Regions from separate parts of the Sus scrofa genome. Here region 1 is linked to region 2. The links are chromatin contacts, called in public Hi-C maps. All regions are on one chromosome and are shown on one strand. The core of a region is the stretch at or near the end of the contact, and the rest is flanking DNA. Distances in the headings are between cores, read along the strand shown.

Region 1 (6,548 bases), core at 191-2,690, 340 kb after region 2:
ATTTATCTCCATGCAAAATAGAGGATAACACCACCTACCTCACAGGATAACACCTGGCTCAGTGGCTAATGACCTGACTAGCATCCATGAGGACACGGTTCAATCCCTGGCCTTGCTCAGTGGGTTAAGGATCAGACGTTGCCCTGAGCTGTGGTGTAGATGGCAGACTTGGTTCAGATCCTGCATTGCTGTGGCATAGGCCAGCAGCTGGAACTCCGATTTGACCCTTAGCCTGGGAACCTCCATATGCTGCGGGTATGGCCCTAAAAAGACAAAAGACAGAAAAAAAGAAATAACATATGTGAAGCATTAAGACTAATGCCTGACATCCAGAAACACTCAACAAACGTTAGTCAAAAGCAACCAATTCAAAGAACACAATATAATATAGGCGGTAAAACTGCCCAAGTGAAGTACAGTAGTCTCCACCAGTTAAGACCAGGCTATTAGACTGAACAAGCCACATCTGAATTCAAATTTCATCAGCAAAATATCATCCAGGAGCTTACCTTCTCATGCTGGTACCTCTTTCCAGAAATGCCTGGCGTTTTCCACCTTCCCTAACAGCACTCATTAACTGGGATATTAATCATGATCATCATTATACAATAACCATCTTGTAAAGTAAAGCAGTTCCTGCTTTCAAAGATTTCTTCGTTTTTGATTCAGAGACCAAATTTGAAATACATATATACACATGTAATATAAATTATATATTAATTATATTTAACATAAATTATATATTAATAATAGTTAACTATATATCCTGGCATCAGGGTCTGACCCAAAATAGCTGATTTCTCTCCATCTCCCCAAATTGTCCCGGGTTCTGTCAAGAGCCAGCCTTCCTAACCCAAGTAACTTTCACTATACCATCTGGCAGGTGACTTAAAAAAAAAAAACCCAAACAGTAAAAGGGGATGCGGAAGGGCCTTTGGGTTGCCCTTTTCATTGGCCTCCCACTTCGATGCCCCCGCACTAGAATGTTTAATGCTTAGCTAAGCGGGCCGCGCCAAAGCTCCGCTCTGGTCCCCGCCTCCCGGGTCACAGGTTCGTGGCCGAGAAGGCGCGGGGTGGTGAGAGCCGCACGGACAGCGCCGGTGGCCGGGTCTCGCTCCCTTCGGGCTGCCGGCGCCGCGCTTACCCGGGCAGGGCTTGCGCAGATGTTTCTCCAGCAGCGACTCCTCCAGCAAGAACTCGAACCAGCACGTTTGCGGCGGGGTGCAGGGCCGGCTGGAGGTGGCCGCCTCCCGGTCCGCCGCCTCCGCGCTCATCCTGCCCCCGCCGCCGCTACCCCCAGGGACGCTTCCTGGCTCCAACCTGACACTCGGACGCGGGCCCGGGCCTGTGATCTGCGGAACCGCGGGGTGTGAGGAACACTCGGAACTTCCCAGAAACCCACACAATCCAAAATGGCGGCACAGCCCAGCCGTAGCTGGGACTCCGGGATCCGCCTTCCGGCGCCACAGCCGCGCCTCCAGGCCAATCCTTGTTCGAGTTGAAGAAAGAGGGCGGTACCTGTCCCCAGACCACGCCTCCTTCCGGTTGCTATGGGAGATGGTTTGAGAATAAGTTGGGTCGCAGGTTGGGTTTTCCCGGTACCCTGGGAGATTCTCAGCGAGAGAAACGAACAGCCTTATTAATAGGCCTCTCAGCGTCTGAGGAAAAGGCAGTGAGCACTGCAGGTTGAAACTGTGATCTATGCAAAGTTTGTTTTCGGTGCTTTCAATTTTCCCATTTCCATTGCTAAGATTTCCTCCCACTTAGGTCCTCTCAACAGATGTGCCCTATTGGTCTTGGCCAACAGCGTTCCCACCCCCTTTCTCGGACAGCTGACGGACCCCCGAGATCCAGCTTTTCTGCTGTTTCTCAGGACTAGCACTCAATATTTAACGCCTAATTTTCTTGATATCTCAGCTAGAGATATTGTTTTAACCCCATTTTTCATATACCCCCATTCTGTAATGCGCTTTTTATTAACAAAGGTTTTTTTTAAAAAGTGAATTCATAGACTATATACACGATCTATATTAGTGCAAATTATAGCCTCTCGGAACCTTAATTATAATAGTGCCTAATCTTAGGGTTGAGAAAAGAATTTAAGGAAGAACTTGATAATACAGGTAATCTTTTTAAACAAGGCCTCATGTCTAGAAACATGGGCAGATGTTAGCTAATATATAGTGCTTTTTTCATATACATGATTCTTGTTTTCTCCTGTAAACAACCTCATAATACGTCTTTTAACCAGTGAAGACACTAAGGTTCCAGGTTCGATCATTTGTCCAAAGTTTCCCAACAAACAAGGGACTAAGTTGAGCCTTTGATGGTCTTTCCACTGCACTTACTCAGGCCGATAACACTGGATAGAGAAGATAAGTTCAATGGCTTCCAGAATGAAAAAGTAAAGCTTTGAAGTTCTAGGAAAAATAAGTGGAAGTAGCTCCTCCATAAGTGGAAGTAGATCAGTGCTTCAATGGCAACCATTGTCTTATTCTCTTCCTGCACAATACTCTTTCTAGAGTTTGCCCTGCCTCTTTCATTCTGATGTTCCCCAGAGTCCTGTTCTCAGTCCTTTTCTCACTGTAAAAACCATCCTTGGGTCACTCTTCTGACTCATGAAACTCTGTCCTAGACTCTAAAGAACACAGTTTGGAAACCATGTATTAGACTAGTAAAATCATGAGGACCTAAATTAATAAAACATCAACAGGAAGATTACATAGTTACTTTCATGGAAAATTTGGCTTGTTTTATACACCCACTAGTTGGGCATAAAAAGCTTAAGGGAAAATGAATGGCTCTTATGTTTCTAACGCCAGTGACAGGGTGAATGGTCTATGTCTCCATCGTCTGTCAGTACAGGGAAGAGCTAGGGGGCAGGTTTGAAATTCAGGTTGGAAATGTTGACTGTGCACACCCTGTGAGGTGTTGAAATGGAAATGTCCAGTGGGCACTGAGCGTTATAACAGGCATGATTAGTGTACCTAAAAATAATAGTTAATATTTACTAGCAAATGCTCATTGTAAATTCACTATCTATGGGCACTGAGTTAAGCACTTTATGCATTGCCTTAATTAGTTCAGATTGCTATAATAAAGCACCATAGACTGGATGGCTTCTAAACAACAAATTTAGGAGTTTCCGTCATGGCGCAGTGGTTAACAAATCCGACCAGGAACCATGAGGTTGTAGGTTCGATCTCTGGCCTTGCCAGTGGGTTAAGGGTCCGGCATTGCCATGAGCTATGGTGTGGGTTGCAGACGTGACTTGGATCCCACGTTGCTGTGGTGTAGGCCGATGGCTGCAGCTCTGATTCAGCCCCTAGCCTGGGAACCTCCATATGCCATGGGAGCAGCTCAAGAAAAGGCAAAAAGACAAAAAAAAAAAAAGAACAACAAATTTATTTCTCATAGTTTTGAAAGCTAGAGGTCCAAGATCATGGTGACAACATGGTTGAGCTGTAATAAGAACATGCTTCTGGAGTACAGACTGTCAAGTATCCTCACTTGGCCAATAGCAGAAAGGGAACAAGTTCTCTCATAAGGGCACTAATCCCTTTTAGGAGGCCTCCACCCCTTATGACCTCATCTAATCCTAATTACTTCCCAAAGGCCCCACCTCCTAAGACCATCATGTTGGGTGATAGAGTTTCAACAGGGAATTTGGGGCAGGGGTGGGAGCAGGGGGACACAAACATTCAATCCATAACATATGCATTATCTCATTCAAATTCTAAGGAGTAGGTTTCTTTATTATCTTCATTCTCAGATGATAAAATAGGCACAGAAAGACCTTTAAAACTTTCCCAAAGTCACACTTCTATTAAGTGCCAGATGCTAAATATGGGCTTAAGCAGCATGGCTTCAGAACCTGAAATCTTACTCCATGCATTATATGCCTCTCTGAAAAGACAGCAAAAAAATTGGGCTGAGGTCAGAAAAATGCAACTAGTATCTACAGAAGATATCTGAATCCCAAATAAACTTTGAAAAAAAATATGCAAGCTCAGCTAATTGGTGCACACCGGCGGGGGGGGGGGGGGTCATGGTTATGAATGATCAATGAAATGCAAATTAAAACAACAATGGGGTGTTCCCGAGTGGCTTAGCAGTTAAGAAACCTGAATCCAACTAGTATCCATGATGACAAGTGTTTGAGGGTTCTAGCCCTGGCCTTACTCAGTGGGTTAAGGATCCAGGGTTGCCATGAGCTGGATCAGGTATTGCTGAGGCTGTGGCATAGGCCGGCAGCTATAGCTCTAATTCAACCTCTAGCCTGGGAACCTCTATGTGCTGCGAGTACAGCTCTAAAAAGACAAAACAGAAAAAAAAGAAAAAGAAAAAGTATGTGTCACCCATCAGATTGAAATATTAAGTGTTTTCCAAGAATTACAGGGCAATGGAAACCTATATGGAAAAATGGGGACCTTTTATATTCATACAAAGATAACATACTTCCAAAAGCAGCAATTCTACATGTAGATTTATATCTGGAGGATTCAAACATCTCAAAGAAATAAACTAGATCTACATTTAGGAAAAACAAATATCTCTTGTTTAATAAAGTCCAATCTTTAAGGAGTCAATCCTTAAATTCCTTTAAGGAATTTTGCCTACCTGTTAAAGAAGTATTTGCCTACACAAGATCATGAAGATAAATTTTCTGATGCTTTCCTTTAGAAAATGTATTTTTTACATTTCATAATTATGTGAGATCCACCTCTTTTTTTTTTTTTTTTTTTTTTGAAGGTTGCACCCATGGCCTATGGAAGTTCCTGGGCCAGAGACTGAATCCAAGTTGCAGCTGCAACTTACACCACAGTTGTGGCAATGCCAGGTCCTTTAACCCACCACAGTCTGGGGATCAAATCAACTCTTTCTCAGCAACCTGAGCCACTGCATTTGGATTCGTAACCCACTGTGCCACAGTGGGAACTCCCTGTGAGCTACTGGGAGTTTTTTTCTATTTTGACTGCCTCAAGGCATATGGAATTCCCAGGTCAGGGATCAGATCCAAGCTCCAGGTGCCACCTATGCCACAGCTGCAGAAATGCCAGATCCTTAACTCACTGTGCTGGCTGGAGATCGAACCTTCTTCCCAGTCCTCCAGAGATGCTGCCAATCCCCTTGTGCCACAGTGGGAACTCCTATGATCCACTTTTAATCGTTTTGTGTGTATAAGCCAAGATTCACTTTCTTCCCATATTATCATTTATTGGAAATACTGGTTATTTCCCATTGAATTGCAGTGGTGACTTTGTCAGAAATCAGGTGACTGTTCACATGTGAATCTGTTTCTAGACTTTCTACTCTGTTTCTATTGGTGTATTTGTCAATCCTTGAACAAATACTACAGTCTTTTAAGGTAGGTTTTTTTGTATATTTGTTTTTTTTAGGGCTGTGCCCACAGCATATGGAAGTTCCCAGGCTAGGGGTCAAATCGGAGCTACGGCTACTAGTCTACACCACAACCACAGCTACGTGGGATCCAAGCCGCATCTGTGACTTACCCCACAGCTCACTGCAACACAGGATTCTTAACCCACTGAGTGAGGCTAGGGATTGAACCCAAATCCTCAAGGATACTAGTCAGATTCTTTCTGTTGTGCCACAACAGGAACTCCCTTTTAATGAAGTTTTAAACTAAGTCTTGATAGGAGTTCCTGCTATGATGCAGTGGGTTAAGAATCTGACTGCAGTGGCTCAGGTTGCTGGGAGGCATGGGTTCAATCCGCAGCCAGGCACAGTCAGTTAAAGAATATGGCATTGATTGCTACAGCTGCTACGAAGCTTCCAGCTGCGGCTTGGATTCAATCCCGGACCCTGGAACTTCCACGTGCCACAGGTGCAGCCATAAAAAATAAATAAATAAAAAGTCTTGGAGTTCCCGTCGTGGCGCAGTGGTTAACAAATCCGACTAGGAACCATGAGGTTGCGGGTTCGGTCCCTGCCCTTGCTCAGTGGGTTAACGATCCGGCGTTGCCGTGAGCTGTGGTGTAGGTTGCAGACGCGGCTCGGATCCCGCGTTGCTGTGCCTCTGGCGTAGGCCGGTGGCTACAGCTCCGATTCAACCCCTAGCCTGGGAACCTCCATATGCTGCGGGAGCGGCCCAAGAAATAGCAGCAACAACAACAACAAAAAGACAAAAGACAAAAAATAAATAAATAAATAAATAAATAAAAAGTCTTAATAGTTGGGAGTGTAGGTTTTCCAATTTTGTTTATCTTCTTTAAAATTGTCTTGGCTATTTTAGTCCTTCACATTTTCAGACAAATTTTAGAACAATCATGTTAATCCTTTGGGGAGTTTTTTGGGTTTTTTTATTTGTCTTTTGTCTTTTCAGGGCAGCACCCGAGGCATATGGAGGTTCCCAGGCTAGGAGTCTAATCAGAGCTACAGCTGCTGGCCTACAACAGAGCCACAGCAATGCTAGATCTGAGCCGCTTCTTCGACCTACACCACAGATCACAGCAACGCCAAATCCTTAACCCAGTGAGCGAGGCAACCTCATCGTTCCTAGTCGGATTCGTTTCTGCTGTGCCACA
Region 2 (6,647 bases), core at 1,082-3,581:
TATGATTATTATCCTTTTGTTGACTCACAGCTGTTGTTTCTTTGCTGCTTATCCTTCTGTCCATATCTACTCTGAAATTTCACAAACATTCAAGTTCTGTACCCCCAGACCAAAATTAATGAGTTGCCAAGGTAAATTCTCAAAAAAAAAAAAAAAAAAAAAAGGTGGTTAGAGAAGATTTAACTCTTCTGCCCCTGAAAGTGCAATTTAACAAGAAATTCATAAAGCGTATTTACAAGAAACACATGTGTATTTATCCATTCAAACCTTTCCTGAGCATGTGCTATGTTCTGGGGATGATGAGGCAACTCAGACCTGACCTAAACCTGCTGTCAAGAAGGTGCCATGACAGATACATTTACTGGGATGCAATGGGATAGATAGGTGAATTATTCTTGGGGAGAAAAAGAGGATGGGGTAAGGAGAACAGGGCAGAAGGAGCTTCTATAGGCTTGAGTGAATAATTTTAGGAGGAATAATTTCAGTACATGAACTCTCATAAACTGAGATTTCCTAAGAAATACTCCAGGAAATAGATATACTGAGAAACTAAATTAAAATCAGAAAGAGCAGCTAACAGACGAAACAAGGTGGAGAGAGACTACTCCACAGGAATGAGTTATATATCCTGCAGTTACGCTGTAAGAAAAATGAGAAGGCTTCAGTCATAAGATCTCACTTAAATACCAGTTTGGCTGTTAGATTTGAAGTTAGTTAAATCACTTTATTTGTAGGTAACTCTTCATACAGAAAAATATATACATATAATGGCAATTACCTAACAGTGGGGAAAAAAAGGTTTTTTTTTTTCTTCTAGAATTAAGGAAATTAGCGATCAAATCTGAGCCGAAGCTATATTTTTACCTAAAGATTGATAAGAGAAATTCTCCAAGATATGTTTAAGGGTTTATCTGATTTGTAGTTAAAAAGTCCTTTCAGTTCATTAACAGAATTTGGAAGCTCAAATGCCTTCATTAAAACTAGTAATTTACATTCACTTACTGGGGTGATTCAAGCTGAATCTTTTTTGATGCCTTGGTCAGTACACCAGTTTTATTTTTTGAGGCGATTACATGTGCTTTCCAAATAAGTAACTTAATACCATTCACCTCCAGTGCTGTGAGGACCCAAAGAGATTAAAAATAGAAGCTTTCCTTAATACCGAATTAACCTGAGGACCCCATGAGCTCGCAAAGGACAGAAAAATCTAAATGCTCAAAACACAGTAGGCAAGCACCTTTAAGGAACCAAAAGGAGGGGGGAAACCTCGCAATGTCAAGATCACTTCACCTTATTCTAAACAGAACACATGCCTTTGAGTCTCTCAATGTTCGTGTCTAAGTCCTTCTTTACTGAATTTGTTCTTCAGTGACGTACTGAAACACAACAAAGAAAGTATTTACCGATTTACAAACTTTGTGAGTCTCTGAATTACAGAGAAGAACTTGGTTATCTGTAACCTTAATACTACCCACGATTTCCAGTGCACACTCACAAGTTACTGCTTCAATGTCCTAAGGGCGCACAAGGATAGTCAAGCAACATGAAGAGGCAGCTCTCGGCCTTTAATAAAAATTTAAAAAATAAAGGAAAAATAAATTGGGCAAAAGACCATACAACTTTTAAAAGATTCCAAGTAAGTAAGACGTTAGAGCCAACGCTTCTATCAGGGTAAATTCTGCGGTGCCATTTTTGGCCGCCAATCACATAAAAATACGCTGTTCAGATTACAACGTCCGCGATGCCCAGACCCTGCAAACTTTTTGGACAGAGAGATGTTGGGGCCCTAAGATGCCATTGGCCACGACTGGGACCCCAGTCCCCGCGCCTCCCAACTTCTCACCCGATCTCAGGGTCCGCTTCGCGTCCGCCCGGCCCCCGCCCCGCGGCCCGGAGGACAGAACGAGCACCGGCACGGCCCCCCGGGCGGCCCCCGAGCCCTCCCGCAGCGGCGGCGGCGTCCTGCGAGCGGGCGCGGCTCCCCCAGGGCGAGGGGAGCGGCCGGGAGCGCCCCGTTTCTCACAGACCCCAACATGGCGTCGGCCGCCGCCGCCCGAGACGACGACACCTCCCCGCGCCGCCGACGGCCGGGGACCGCGGAGGGAAGCGCCCGGAAAGTTTCGCTTCTCCTCTCCCCGCCCGCCGGCGGCCGGTGGACAACCAACTCCGGCTTCACCTACCCGGCCGGGCGCGGACGGCGGCGGCGGCGGCAAAGGTCCGACTCCTCCTCGTCCCGAGCGCCGGGCGCGGACTCTGCTCGATCCTCCGCCCCAGCCTCCCAGAGTGGGCAGCCAACAGCGTTTCGCAGCCGGCGCGATCCAGACGCGGCGGGCTGGCGTCGAAGCCGCTCGCAGGTGACCCTCCCGCCCCTCCAGTCGAACCCCACAACGGCCGCCGGGGACAGCCTCTCCCCTGCGCGCGCACGGGCGCGCCGCCACCCACACGCCAGCCGCGAGCGCGGGCACGAGCACACCCACACCGCTCGCTCCCCGCCCTTTCTTGCCCGTTCCCTCGCCCCGCCCGGGCGGCCCCGCGCGACGAGCTCGAGGGGGCGGAGCCACCACGAAAGCCACACCCACCTGGGTAGCCAGGGCCTGGGGTTGGTTCCTCCGTGCTCAGTGGGAACGCGCGCCTTGGAGCCGATTGGGCGCACGTGGGACGTCTTACCTGGGCTGCCTAGCTGCGGGCAAGTCCTTGGAAAGGATTGTTCATCTGCCCACGAAGTTCTTAGCGAGGCTGGAAGAACGGAAGGAAGGCTGGGCCCCCTCTCCCACACCACCGAACTGGCCTGTAAGGGGAACTCAAGAACTTTCCACTGCCGGGAAATAAAAGCTGGGCGGACTTTTGTTTGCTACTCCCACTTTAGCACAGCGTTCCTGCCTGTCACATCTTCCACTGGCTTTTCCTAAGACCCCACCACTTGAAACAGAGGGAGCTGCGGCTACAACACACATACCCCATACAGTCTTTTAAGTGATGGATGACTTATTCCCTGACTTAGAACTCTGGTCTTTCCAAAACTTTTTCTCTGACGCCACAAACGTCATCCAACTTCACACATCTGAAAACAGTAATGATACCATATAAGGTTAAACCTGCCCTTCTTCATTTATAACGCAGCTAAGCGAGCTGACGGATACGTGGAGAGATGTTTAAGATGACTAAGATGAGGAATGGGGGGAGGAGACAGAATATTCACTTCAAACGGAAAGCGTATAGGCAGAAATTAGACTTGGGTAAATTTTATCTTTCCCGTTGATCTATTATTTCAAGGATATTTTACCTTTGATTATTCTTGAATTAGAACCACCGCACCCAAGCCACATAAAAGAGCACCCACCTAGGGATACATAAGCAGGAACTTTCTTTTGGTCTGGGATCCCCTCCAGGTATTCAGCCTCCCATCCTCACTTTTTCCATATCTCAGAAACAAGCAAGTCTTTTAAATAAAATTAGTAACTAGAAAAAAACTGCAAAACCGATATTTTTTTTTAATAGGAAAACGTAGACTATTACCACCAGAAAAACTTTACATCTGTTAGGTATAGTTGTCTCTGAAGACAAGTGTAAATGTCCCCAGGATTCTCATCTGAACCATCACCCTACCCCAATTTCATTTAGTTCCTTCTTCCTCTACATGCAGAAGACCATCTGTCAGTGGAAAAAAGGATGGACTCCATCATCTCCAAAATCCCTTTCAATTTTGAGATTAGGAATGGCTATGTCTGATTGGTTGGCTAAAGTCTAGTCTAGAACAATAGTCACCAAACATTTTTGTCACTCACTTACCAGTAAAAGTTTGTCCTCTCGTATTTCCCAATATACTTATTTAGCTCACCCTAAAACGTATGGACTTAGAAGCCAAACTACTCAAATTCAGCTTTGCCACCAGCTACCTGTTTCCTTGGGCATATCCAAATTTTGCCTTAGTTTCTTCATTTGTAAAATGAGGGTAATTAAAGTATCTACCCCCTAGTGTTATTACTATTTGTAATGTATAGTGACTTGTGCATGGTAAGGGCTATATGAGTGTTAAATTTAAAATATATATAATTAATTATAAAGTGTATACACACACACGCCTATTATAATATTGATGTAAAACAAATAGATTGCCATTTATTTCTCCAGTAAAAATGGGTTTACTCAGGATCAACCAAGAACTGCAATTCAGGGTATGCTTCCATGTGGATTCCACCTACAAGTCCCTACACTGCAAAGAGAGGAGAACTCTTTTAAAGAGGGAAAGAAGAAGGTGGGAGGGCTATTGTAAACGATGAGTCCATTGGAGATATTATAAATTCCAAGTATAATGGCTTTTCATTGGTTGAGTTGTGACAGTCTCTCATTGGTTGAGCTCTTGCCAAGCAAGAAGAAGGCTTTCTTCTTCCTGCTGGGCAGTGCTATTGTCATAGGGCTGAAGAGCTCCCTCTTCTGACCTCCTGCCTCTGTATTAATTGTGGTTTCTGTTCATTAATTTTTATAATGATATGCCTATCATGATATGCCTAACTATAAAACATACAATATAAAAATCAGAAATAATGATTTAAAACATATATCTCTGTGTGTTTTCTTTCTGTACTCTGCATATTCTGTACCCTCCTTGGGCTGTGTGCACCCCAGTTTGGGGATTATTGACAAATATAGTGGCCACTAGCCATGAGTCATTATTTAAATTAAAATTTTAGTTCCTCAGTCACACCAACCACATCTCAAGTGCTTAAAGGTCACATGACTACTGGACAGTGCAGATTTAAAAGTCACATGACTACTGGACAGTGCAGATATATAAAAGTTCTATTGGACAGCACTGACAAAGCTGAAAAAAAAACAAGGCACTCAGGCAGTAGGATCAGCTCCTGATTCAGACCCACACTGTGGCACCTTGTTCAAATCAAGTGATAAGATCGCTCTCTGAACCTCAGATCTCTGTAAAGTGAAGATGAAAATAGGAACTTCCTCATGGATTGCTGAGCAGAGGAAATGAGATAAGGGGTGTAAAGTCTCTGGCAGAGTGTCTAAAACATAGAGGAACTTGAAAATGTTAGTAAAATTGAATTTGACCAAATGTTTTAATCCTAAAAGGCAAAGTTCTTACAATCATCCTTGACCCGATGGTTAAGTTTTTCAAGGATACCTATTTTGGAAAAGACAAGAGTTTGGTTAACTTTTAGTTGAAAACAGAGCATTCAAAGGAAGACAGCAGGAATTCCCATTGTGGCTCAGTGGTAACAAACACAATTAGTATCCGGGAGGTCACGGGTTCGATCCCTGGCCTCGTTCAGTGGGTTGGGGATCCAGGGTTGCCATGAGCTGTGGTGTAGGTCAGCAGCTGCAGCTCGGTTGGATCCTGTGCTGCTGTGGCTGTGGTGTAGGCCAGCAGCTACAGCTCCAATTCAACTCCGGCTTGGGAACTTCCATATGCCACAGGTGCTGCCCTAAAAACAAAAGAAGATGGCAGATCCTTCCATTTTAATGACTCCTTGATTTCTCTGTTCACCTAACCCTCAGACAGACCCTGGTCTTCTCCCAGTCGTGCCTGTCTCAGGGAAATGGCACTGTCATCCACAAACTTGCTGAGTAATCACTACCTCATCCTCTTCCCCATCTTCTTTATCCAAAGCCTTCGCCTCCAAAATATTGTAGGATTTACCTCTCCTCACAGCCCCTCCCCACAGGGACTGCCCAGGCTTATATCACTCCTCTGCAGAAATCCTTCCACGGCTCCCCACTGGGGCAGTCATGTACAGTTAGTTGTACAGGTTGTAGTAGAATAACCTTATGGAAGAGCGCCTTTCACACTGAAGCAGCATAAACTTTATATTTGTCACAGATCTTCTCTGGAAATTTTCAATAAAGTGCCTCGTTCTAATAAAAGTATTTTTACAACAATTTTCCAATAAGATGGAAATGCCTTGAGAAGGAGATGCCTTTTTCTAATTAGCCCAAAGGGGCTACATGAAGTAGGAACATTTCTGCTTCACTTAGAACAAAATGCCAGCTCATCACCGGTGCTAGAAGACCTGGCATAATCCAGCCTCTACCATTCTCTCCATCTTAAGGTGAAGCCACGCTCCACCAAATTCCAGTGATGTTGACCTTCTGTTGTTTTAAAAAAATACAGAGTTCCCATCGTGGCTCAGCGGTAATGAACCCTACTAGTATCCATGAGGATGTTGGTCCGATCCCCTGGACTCTCTCAGTGGGTTGAGGATCCAGCATTGCTGTGAGCTGTGGTGTAGGTCACAGATGCCACTCAGATCTGCTGTTGTTGTGGCTGTGGTGTAGGCCGGCAGCTGGAGCTTTGATTCGACTCCTAGCCTGGGAACTTCCATATGCCACTGGTGCGGCCCTAAAAAGACTAATAAATAAATATATACATCACGCTCTTTTCTGCTATAGGGCACACTGCCCAGGCCACTTCTCTATCTAGGACAGTCCCAAGAACACCATATCCTGCCCTTCTCATTGCTGTGGCTCCTTGTTATCTGTCAGGCCTCTGTGTCCTAAGAGTGCCCACTAATCTGTCACAACCCGGTGTCTGTCCCGCACAGTACTCCAAGGTCTGCCTGGAGTCTGTAAGCTCCATGAAAGCAGGAAGCTCACTGTCTCATTCATAGTTCCATTCCCAAGTGCTAACAGGG

The links. Hi-C and Micro-C count contacts between places; a contact is called where the count stands out from the background.
Region 1: a contact with region 2 is called in a Hi-C map of liver, with 4 times the contacts expected there. The contact joins the promoter of INTS8 here to the promoter of PLEKHF2 in region 2. A contact is called at or near these places in 7 of 47 Hi-C or Micro-C datasets (alveolar macrophages, embryonic fibroblasts, fetal skeletal muscle and 4 more) and 1 of 2 datasets of contacts at active chromatin or transcription factors (alveolar macrophages).

What each region holds. Positions count from the first base shown.
Region 1 is chr4:41,877,417-41,883,964 of Sscrofa11.1, forward strand. It overlaps INTS8 (integrator complex subunit 8), which reads right to left and starts at 1,441. Exons shown (of 28, transcript XM_003125559.5): 1 at 1,145-1,441. The coding sequence starts at 1,274.
Region 2 is chr4:41,532,601-41,539,247 of Sscrofa11.1, forward strand. PLEKHF2 (pleckstrin homology domain-containing family F member 2) reads right to left here and starts at 2,332. Exons shown (of 2, transcript XM_021089079.1): 1 at 2,181-2,332.